2 separate regions of the Zea mays genome follow, and region 2 is linked to region 1. A link is a contact called in public Hi-C data. All regions are on one chromosome and are shown on one strand. Each heading gives the region's core, a stretch centred on a gene start, on an enhancer-like site or on the middle of the called end of the contact. The rest is flanking DNA. Distances are from core to core; before and after follow the strand shown.

The links. Hi-C and Micro-C count contacts between places; a contact is called where the count stands out from the background.
Region 2: a contact with region 1 is called in a Hi-C map of leaf, with 6 times the contacts expected there. The contact joins the promoter of LOC103632841 here to the promoter of LOC100502116 in region 1. A contact is called at or near these places in 3 of 25 Hi-C or Micro-C datasets (all in leaf).

The regions. Positions count from the first base shown.
Region 1 is chr7:130,396,435-130,401,903 of Zm-B73-REFERENCE-NAM-5.0, reverse strand. LOC100502116 reads left to right here and starts at 3,320. Exons shown (of 3, transcript NM_001196619.1): 1 at 3,320-3,385.
Region 2 is chr7:130,543,246-130,548,714 of Zm-B73-REFERENCE-NAM-5.0, reverse strand. It overlaps LOC103632841 (mitochondrial phosphate carrier protein 3, mitochondrial), which reads right to left and starts at 2,506. Exons shown (of 6, transcript XM_020541346.3): 1 at 2,109-2,506; 2 at 1,616-1,977; 3 at 1,488-1,531; 4 at 1,168-1,382; 5 at 934-1,058; 6 at 412-842. The coding sequence starts at 2,339. The coding sequence ends at 767.

The sequences.
Region 1 (5,469 bases), core at 2,071-4,570:
TGCACCCGTAGCTAGGCTTGAGACAATTCGTATATTACTTGCCTATGCTACTTACCATGGCTTCAAGCTTTATCAAATGGACATGAAGAGTGCCTTCCTCAATGGACCAATCAAGGAGGAGGTCTATGTTGAGCAACCTCCCGGCTTTGAAGATAGTGGGTACCCTAACCATGTATATAAACTCTCTAAGGCGCTTTATGGGCTTAAGCAAGCCCCAAGAGCATGGTATGAATGCCTAAGAGATTTTTTTATCACTAATGGATTCAAAGTCGGCAAAGCCAATCCTACTCTCTTTACTAAAACAATTGCAAATGATTTGTTTGTATGCCAAATTTATGTTGATGATATCGTATTTGGGTCTACTAACAAATCTACTTGTGAAGAGTTTAGTAGGATCATGATTCAAAAATTCGAGATGTCAATGATGAGGGAGTTGAAGTATTTCCTAGGATTTCAAGTGAAGCAACTCCAAGAGGGTACCTTCATTAGCCAAACGAAGTACACTCAAGACATACTCACCAAGTTTGGAATGAGGATGCCAAGCCCATCAAGACACCCATGGGAACTAATGGGCATCTCGACCTCGACACGGGAGGTAAATCCATAGATCAAAAGGTACACCGGTCGATGATAGGATCTCTACTCTATTTATGTGCATCTCGACCGGATATTATGCTTTATGTATGCATGTGTGCAAGATTCCAAGCCAGTCCTAAGGAAGTTCACCTTAGGGCTATGAAACGAATCTTGAGATATTTAGTTCATACAGCTAAGTTTGGTCTTTGGTACCCCAAGGGATCCACCTTTGATTTAATAGGTTATTCAGATGCTGATTGGGAAGGGTGTAAAATTGATAGAAAGAGCACATCAGGGACTTGTCAGTTCTTGGGAAGATCCCTAGTGTCTTGGGCTTCAAAGAAACAAAACTCAGTGTCCGGTGCGCCCGTCGACAGAAAGCCTCCCCAATGGCCACTTTGGTGGTTGGGGCTATAAATACCCCCCAACCACCACACTTCAAGGCATCCAAGTTTTCAGCCAACACATTCAATACAAGAGCTCTAGACTTCACTCCAAGACACAAAAGCAAAGATCAAATCCTCTCCAAGTCCCAAACACATTCCAAAGACTTAGTGGCTTGCGAGAGAGACATTTGTGTTCATTTAAGTTCTTGTCGCTTGGATCGCTTTTCTTCTTCCCCATTTCTTGTTCCCAAGACATTTGTAATCAAGCAAGAGACACCAATTGTGTGGTGGTCCTTGTGGGGACTAAGTGTCCCAATTGATTGAGGAGAAAATCTCACTCGGTCTAAGTGACCGTTTGAGAGAGGGAAAGGGTTGAAAGAGACTTGGTCTTTGTGACCACCTCAACAGGGAGTAGGTTTGCAAGAACCAAACCTCGGTAAAACAAATCACCGTGTCTCACTCTTCATTTGCTTGTGATTTGTTTTTGCCCTCTCTTTCGGACTCGACTTTATTTCTAACGCTAATCCCGGCTTGTAGTTGTGCTTAAAGTTTATAAATTTCAGATTTGCCTATTCACCCCCCTCTAGGCGACTTTCACTAATCATCAACAATACTTCAGAACAGTAGATGGATACACTATCTAGTCCACTCCAAGCTATTTGCTCTGATGACAATACCGAGTCTGCAAGAAGTTTGCCAATGCTTGCAACTGCCATTTTCTGCACATGTCCAATCTCCAACTCTACACCTATCCTTTCTTCCGTAGGGTAAACCGTAGCTACGAGCTTTAAAAGGCTAAAATAATTTGATCGAGCAGGGCTGAAATCACGCTGCAAATAAAGGTATGATGAACCAAATACTTTCTCCTCATCATCTTCATCCTCATCGGCATCAGATTCATCAAATATCATCTACCCAACCCCGCTACTGATGAAGTCTCGAGAGCTACTACCACTAGAGAAGCCTTCTGTCCACTCCTTTAAGTTCGGCTTCACAACCTCCAGGCTCCCTGCACCATTAAATTCATCGTTTGATTCTAGAGCCAATATTTGAGAGAGAATACCGCCAGCTCTAGTAGCATCAACATTTTCAGCCTCTGTGCCAACATCTTCCACTTTACTAACAGCAACCTGATCTTCAACGTTCTGCTCCTTCTCCAGGCTATCCTCTAGCACACTGCCAGCACTAGCAGGAAGAAGCTCATCCATACTTCCACCATTCTTAACTACCACAGTTGCCTCACTTGGTGGGTCAGGCCTACTAGCTTTAACTTCAACATGATCATCCTTGCTAGCCGATTCTTCTAAATCTTCTCCACCTCGAGCAAGCCGCTTCAATAAACCTTCATGCATGTGAGTTTCAGAATGCATCTCCTCATCCCATACCACTTTTAGGCCCACTTCACTGAACACCAAGGAATCTGAATCTTCAGGGAACAGGACAACCACAGTCTCGCTGCTGTTGTGAGGCATTTCATCGAACACCAAAGGGGGCCATACCTCCAACACCCGATGCAGCAAGCCCACACTGACATCCTCGTTCACTAGGCCGTGGATCCAACCAACCCTGTTCCTCAGGCCACATCTCCATATCCCTAGCCTTGGTTTCCTTCATTTGGCGTGCCAACACAGTCCATTCTGTTGCCACCTCTGTTGCTAACCTCGACTGAATCGGGATTGTTTACTGGACGTCATCCACCACTTCCAACTTCTGAATCAAACGATTCAACCGGTTCATCACCCTATCCCAATGCCCTGCATCCTCCTTCCTCCACTCTTCCATCGCGAACAGAATGAATCGAGTTGGTTGTTTGTACCTCGCACACCTCCCGTCAAGGACCGTCCCGGTCCTGTTCCGATCCCGACGGCAGGAGGAGTTCCGTGTCGAGAAGCACAACTGCGTCATGGGATGATGTCGACACCGAGGTAGACGAGTAAGCTAGGTCGCTGGAACGGAATCGCCGCCAAAGAGGACGCGACCCTCACGCGCCCCGCCGAGGATCGGAGAGCCTCTGATACCACTTGTCACGTTCGTCGTTCCCCTTGGCCGTTGGTGAGCAACCACGGCGTGAGGTCTGGCCTGCCGATGAGAAGACAACGCTCAACTCTAGGTAAATGGCAAGGTATATTCTCTATTTCAATTTTCATCCCTTGTTCAATACAGCACGACACAGTAGCCTTTATAGACGTCAAAATAAGCTGGCCCCATTTCCACGGCACACTCACACAAGCCTCCACGGCCCACACGCGAACGCGGTTCATACAAATCAACGCTATGCACGCCACACACACCCGCGTCCAGGTATCGGCCATGAGTCCATGACACACTCCTGCTCGCGGTGGGGGTGCTCATCCCGGCGCTGTTCCTGCTCGTGCCCTCGCGCCAGGAGGGGTACATCTCAGACGACCACGACGTGTTCGCTGGTATTTTCTCGGACTCTTGCGACTTATGTTGTGATAGCCGTTGGTGCGAGGGTTTGGGGATTCGTGGGTTTAGTTGGGGCAGCTCGGAAGTTGTGGTTTCAGTTTTAGTTGTAGTGGGGAGGCGGATCGATATGATCGATTGGCAGATTACCGCTTACGAGATGGCAGCATGGATGCTGGATTCTTCGATTCCACCTCCGTTGAGCTAGGATGATTTCATAGTCAATTTGGTCGTGTCATGCTCAGGGCGCAATTGTCAGGGAGTGTGCCTTGGTTAGTTCTGTGCTCATCCATATTGTACTTTTAAAGTTCTGAATTATGCTGAAGCATGGGATCACCGAGAAATTTTAATTTTTGGGGCTTCAAACAATACGCTTCACGCTTTTACCACTCGTAACATTGACTTTATAAAATAGGACTTAAATCATTAAAACATGTCACACTTGATTTCAATGTCATTTTTCATTTTTGTCATTTTTGCTCTTCTGTGTGTACGTACAGATGTAAAAGATATAGATGCAAAAGGCAGAAGGGCGCAGAAGGATAAAAAAAGTCTAAGATGACATTGAAATCAAGTGTGGTGTGTTTTGAGTCTTATTTTCTGAAGTCGATGTTACAAATGTGAATTGTTTGGAGTCTAAAAAATTCAAATTTCTCCTTTTTGGGTAGAAGGTGGCTTTTAGAATCCGTATGATTTTGAACTAGGTCCCAAATTTCAGAAATTCTCTCACTCGATGTCTCTGAAAATGTTAGACCCTGATGGTTGGATCAAGTTATTACATATGAAGACCTTCCTGTCTATGTATGTAGCATGTAACATATGTTTTCTGGTGCTGCAGTATATAATTTTTTAGGGTAGTGTTCGTCCTCTTAGATGCATTATTTTTTGTGCTCTCTCCAGTCATGAAAACATGTCATTTAGGGCAAGGTTTGATCAAACTAAACTCTAAACATCAATAACTTTCACATTATTTAGTTTGGAAATATCTAAGTTATATATGTACATTTGTATACAAAATACTTGCAAAACTCTTAAAATTTAAGGATTTTAAGAATGTGTTCTAGAAGAAATTAGCGATCAAAGATACACATCATAGGACATGGAAAGTCAAATGTGACAGTATTTTGGACTGGAGGGAGTATAACAGCAGTTTTGGATTGTACTTTGTAAGATCCATATTTTAATTTACTTTATTCAAAACTAGGTCCCAAATGTTATGATATGCTTAGATGTAGATGTATATACATGATGAGTGGATATTGACAAACATGTCTGCTTCAGCACAACATTATTATTAGATTCAAGAAACATAGGATATTAAGCACGCCTATTAAATTTCCAGCCCCTCTAAATTCAAGAGATTTTAGATGATAGGATAACAGGATTCCAAATATTTCTAGCCAAATCTAATATTAGAATCCCTGTTTCAACGTCGTCACCTAGGCGTCCAGGCAGACCCAGTACTCGCCTGGATGCTTAGTCCGTTAGTCGCCTTTGAAACCATGATCAAAATGTATTTTAAGGTTCTTTGTTGAATTATTGATATATAGTATATTTAATGTGTTTACAATTTTGGGACACTGGATCCCAATTCCCAACAACCCCTTGTTCCTGTCCTCTATTGTTTACATTTTTCCATTCCTACTGGGTGCTGACTGCGGAGGCCTGAGTTAAGCCCCTCCTTCAATCTTGAATGAAAGGGCTGCTTTTGTTTTAAACCTGTGTGTCTTATATTCTTACTACTCGTAATTGTTTGAACTACTGATCCAGTCCTTTTTTTGCTGGCACTGTTAATATAATCAAGTCAATGCTTATATCCTATTTATGTTCCCATCAGCAGAAACCCACAATTAATTTTCTTAGGAAGCTCATTATTTTATTCATGGAGAATTCATCATGTTTGTTGCTGTCTTGCTGAGATGTTTATTTACCTCCTAGCTCACTGTCTCGGTAGATAATGCAATCAAACATTTCATTTATCTTTTGTGACTACAAAATATTCACTAGAACCTGTGTGTGCCTTTGTTTTTTAAAAAAATTGCTATTATATGTTTTTGTACTTTTAGGGTATTGCCCTTTTTAA
Region 2 (5,469 bases), core at 1,257-3,756, 150 kb before region 1:
TAAAAGATAAACTGCTATATGTTTGACGGGGAAAATGAGGTTGAAACTGGAAAGGTCACAATTTTACAACCTAATACTTTCTTAGTTTGACCTTGACTTAAAGAACAATTTGGCAACCGTTTATATTTTGCGAAAGGGTCACAGAAACCACGCCTGACACACATTTTACATTTAAACAACCTTATAATTATTCCCAACCATCAACACTATAGCATTTAGAATAATATCCAACTATTCTATTACTTTAGTAACTATGACAGCTAAACAAATATGTTCACATCATGTAAATGCTCACATAAGGGCAAGCTTGTGATATTAATTTCCATCAAAACGAGAACAGTTGAAATACACACATTGAAGTGGTTCAAGGCTAAACACAACTTTCCTAATTCATCTTTCGACACAAACACCTTTTCCCCAAAAAAGACAATATATATTTGATTGAAGCCATGTTGCAACATATATACATATATAGTTCGATATGAATACATTTATATTGGAGGAACACAATTTATATTGGAGGAACACAATCCAGTACGAACCCAAATAAATTTCACCCAAAAATGATTTATCAACTTTGTGACTAGTAACTTATAGTCTTCTACATGTCGTATTATATACTCGTAGCATACAGTAATAACTTATCTTATTCAAAACAAAATCACCAGCTTGAGACAATATTTTCTGGTGGGGGTGAGGGTCTGTTACAGTCACCAGTATACGCTATGGACGGAAGCATGCATACTCTCTGTCAAACTTTAGAACTTCAGGCAGAGGCTTTTAGCTCTCCGAGTCCTTCCATTGGGACAGTAGCAGGAGCAGGCGCTCCGCCAGTCGTTGGCCTGCAGAATTACCAGTTGTTTTAGCCCTCTTAACAAGACAGATTAGCCTAATAATCACGGTCGCACACAGGATCACATATATAATACTTACAGTCCAATCATAACTTTGAAGGAATCATAGATCACCCACTGAGCGCCAGTCAGGGTGCCGACCATCAGGATGCGAAGAGGGAGGCCACGAGTGAAGAGGCCCAACAGGCCAAGGTTCTTGACAGCCTGATGCATAGATAAATAAACAGAGTACGATGATTATACTGATTGCATATAGAGGCAAGTTGAGTCGGGATGATCATCTGTGTTCTGCAAAGTGCAGTGGCGGACTTACATCTCCAACTGTGGCTCCCTTGGCGTTGTTCAGGAACGACACCAAGTTGTCTGCAGGGTGCGAGACGGCGGCGCAGAAAACTCCGGCGACGTAGCCGCTCCCGAAGCTTACCCCGAGCTGGAGAGGCTTGCTGCACTGATCCTTCGGCGTGGGGATGAGGTGCTTGTAGGTCATCTCCACGATGTTCTCGTACGTCGCGAACTTCATCATGGTGTCTGCACAGCACAGAGGTCGGGGAACGGAAGTTCAGCTTGGAAACTAATGCATGTGCTGCAAATTATGAATGGCATTTGAGAGAGAGAAAAAAAATGCGTGCTTACAAGGAATCTGTCGCCCCCAAAGAGGAACCAGTCCTCTGAATAGCCTGCAGTTCAGAAACACCATCGTTCAGATACAGCATGCACAAAACAACAGATAGTTGAGCAGCTGATGCCCTATATACACGTACCCTGCGTAGCCCTCGGCCCTGACGATCTTGGGGAAGCCGTCGCTGAGTCCCCTGGCGAAGCCGGGCTGCGTCTGCACCCGGACCTTGACGGCCTCCATGGGGCAGAGCGCGACGTCGGCGAAAACCTCCGCGGTGGCCGAGCCCGCCAGGTAGATGAGGGTCTTGTACCTGGCGGCGTGCTCGGGGCCGGCCATGTCGGCGTACGTCTTCTTGAAGAACTCGTAGAGGCCGTACTTGAACGCACCCTGAGCGCTGTAGCCCACGAACGTCGGCGCCCACCCCCTGTAGAAGCCCCGGAGGCCCTGCTCCCTCATCACCACGCTGAACGCCGACGAGGTGTTCTTGTACTTGGCGGGGTCGATCTGCGACGACCGAGATATCATGTGGCGTTTGTTAGAACACTGGTGTGATCGAAACCGGGGTCCCGGAATTTGGCAGTAGTCGGACGGGCAAAGAAAGCGATGGTTCCCGTGAACTCAGGCACTGCACGCACCTGGATATTGCACTTGATGACGTCGAGCGGCGTGACGGCGGCGTGCGTGAACCCGCAGGCCGCGGCGCCTCCCAAGGCGCCCGCTGCGTAGTATGCGGGCGAGAACATCTCGATCTTGCCGAGCGGCTCGCTCGGGGCGCCCGCCACCACCGGAGGCGCCTCCCTGCTGCCGTTGACGCCGGACGACGCCGCGTAGAGGAAACTGGGGAGCAGCGGCTGGCGCGGCGCCATCGTCCCGGGCGGCACAGCACGCTGGTTTCAGGAGAGTCTAACACGCGAACGTGTGAGTGTGACTTCCCCGGTCAGTTGGAGAGGCTGCCTCCCCGTCCGTTTTATACGAGCAGTCGGGGGCAAGGCCGGCGAGGATGATGCGTGTGGCCTGTGGAGTTGAAGACCTACTTTCCTCGAAGGCAGCAGGAACGGGTCAGTGGTCACAGTCACATGTTCAATTTGTATAAACTCACCACGTGTACCTGCTCCGCTGTCACTTACATGTTCAATTTGTATAAGCTCTCTAGATCTTCTTTTCTTTGATTGGCACGGGATCAACGCTCTAGAATCTCGCGAAGCATAAAGCCGCCGTGTTTGATTGTGTGTCTGACTACTTCCTTCGAAGCTGCACTTGTGGATCTCTAGGTTCTGGCTAGCCGTCGCTCACATAAGAGCAAGTATAATAATCCGCTATAATGTTACTTTTAGTGCATAGAAAATAAAAGCAAATATAATAATCAGTTATAAGGTTGTCTTTAGTGCATAGAAAATAGAGGATTTACATGGTAGATGACATTGTTTGTATAGTAAAGTTTGAAATAAGAGATAGACAGATGATAAGATAGTGGAGCTGCTAGGGATGTTCTAAGCTGGCTAAATGCAGAGCTAAATGCAGAGGTGGATGAGAGAGAATAAAAAGGAGAGTAAAAGCGGGCTACAAACTTACACCCAGTTTTGCCACAGAACCAAGAAATTATGTGAGAGACAAGGCATGTATTAATATTGAGCATCTAACTACTATATGAACGGGCTGAAAGATTGGCTACAAAGATTCTTATTGTCAGCAGTTAACTACATTATTAAACTTACTCAATGAACTGAGCTCATTCCTTCCGTTAAATGTGTGTTTGTTGTCAAACTGTCCTAAGTGCTTGTTTGGGAGCAAGAATAACGGGCGACTTGAAAGGGCTAAATTCACCTTGTTATTCAAGAGATTTTGGCTCCTTCAAGTCCCTCCGTTGTTCTTGCTCCCAAACAAACTCTAAAGATTCTTTTAGCGTGAATAAAATAAAGACTCAAACTCTCTTGAAATTTGTCCACTGGTCATGTCAAAATTCTTGGCCTAGCTCAACTAGACAGGAGGGAATGACAACCTGACAACCAGGGAATACAAAACCGCCAAAAAGCCGGAGTTTCCCACTAGGTTTCTCGTTCACGGCCATATTTCTCGACCGATTTTCTAAAATTTTGTTCAAAATTTTAAAAAATAAAAAAACATAAAAATTGTTATAAAATCACTATTTTCTTAGTATTCTTATACATCTTATATTTAATTTTTATATTTTTAAAAATATCAATCATTATTTTTCAGTAAAAATAGTGAATTTCACCAAAAATATGGTTTCTCGACGGGTTTTCACCGAAATTCGTTTCTCAAATTTGAAAATATGTGCACCGAAAAGTTAATGAAAAATGGTTTCTTGGTGCTAATTGGTGGTTACCCGACCAAGAAATGCAAACCCGATGGTTTAAATTAAAATTTTCAAATCGCTCGGAATTTGGCGAAATTCGGCGGTTTCTCATCGGTTCCCCATTCTTGGGTGTGGGTGGTCAATCAACATGAAACGAGATTGTAAACCTTGCTGACAATTGAATGGAAGAAGTACATACTCCAACTGGTGCACTAGCATGCTCCCTCTGACCATGCTGTCGACGGCACCCCCGTTGAGCATTCACACCATGATTACACTGCTAATAGGATATAAACATCTTGCACCCGAGCGGATTTGAGTTAAAATTAGCTACTTAGGAAATGTTTGGTTCAGTTATAGATTCTTGAAATTTAATTCTAAATGTAAGATGCTGATTTTTTGTATTTTAGCCTCTTTTGGGTTTTATTTTCACAAATACGTCCTTTGCAGTTTCTTTTCAAAAAATGGACCCCTAGCTCGGCGCCATCACTATTGGCGGCGAGCTACAACGTGTCGGTGCCAATTACACATCGTTAAATATTTAACAAAAAAACAGTTAGTCCGCACTTAGGTCGGATGCAAATATGATTCCAACTCACCCTATAGAAGGCACCCGGTGTAAGGATGCCTAGGCCACGGAGTCCAAGGTGCTCAACAAGGTTGTCCACACAAACATGCTCGTCCTCCATGTACGATTTGGGTCCAATATCCGAAATTCCCCGACCTGAACACAAGCAACAAGCTTGGACAGAAGTATGCGATAGGAGAGATCAAGTTGAGCATCCCCGAATCTAGCCCCTGCACAAGTATAGAGAACAATCATCAAATTTGTGTTAGGGAAAATGGCTTGGGCAGCATCGAGCTTGCTTAGGAATTCGGCGGAGGCAGCGACGATGTGAGCGCTATTGGCACAGTGGCGGATGGACCTGAGGTGGTGGTGTGGCGGCTTGTCGCCCACGGGCGTGCTACCCCCGCTCCTGCTGCTGCTACCCGACGAGCTCTATAGTTGCGTCCCTCCGCTCATGGCTCAGTTGGTGTTAGTGAACAGGGAGAGCATAGGAAACGAAAGCACCGTAGCCACCAGCAAATCTATGGGGGCATGGAACGACGCAGAGCGAGAAGAGAGGGACCGGGAGGTAAAAAGCGCCTTTTATAGGGTTCATGGTAGACTCCCACGTCGTATGCGGAGGGTTCTCGCATCCGTTGGGAGATCATGGGGCGTCAGAGCCCGATGAGTTTGGAGTAGACTCCGCGTTGTGCGCAGAGGGTTCGTGCAGCCGTTGGTAAACAATAAGCCCGACCGACGAGGCACCAGGGATGCCACACGACTGAGCGAAGCCTGTTGTGTGCATGCGTGCTACGGGTAGATGAAAAAGAGAACCACAGATTAGATTAAAAAAATATGTGGATGTTTTTGTAAAAAGATGACACAGGACGACAATCGAAAATAATGCTTTAATATAGTAAAGAATTACAGGGACTTTAGTCAGTTTTATCTCCTCCTTGAGAGCTAAATGAGCTAAAACATTTTAGTCACTTTTAGCACTTTGTGTTTAGAAGTTTAGCCCCTAAACTGACTAAATTTTAGTCACTTTATTTTAGTTCGTGTGGCTCCAAACATGCCATATATTTAGGGAGAATCCATAAAACAACACTAGTTTGAGAAGACGTTCAGGAAA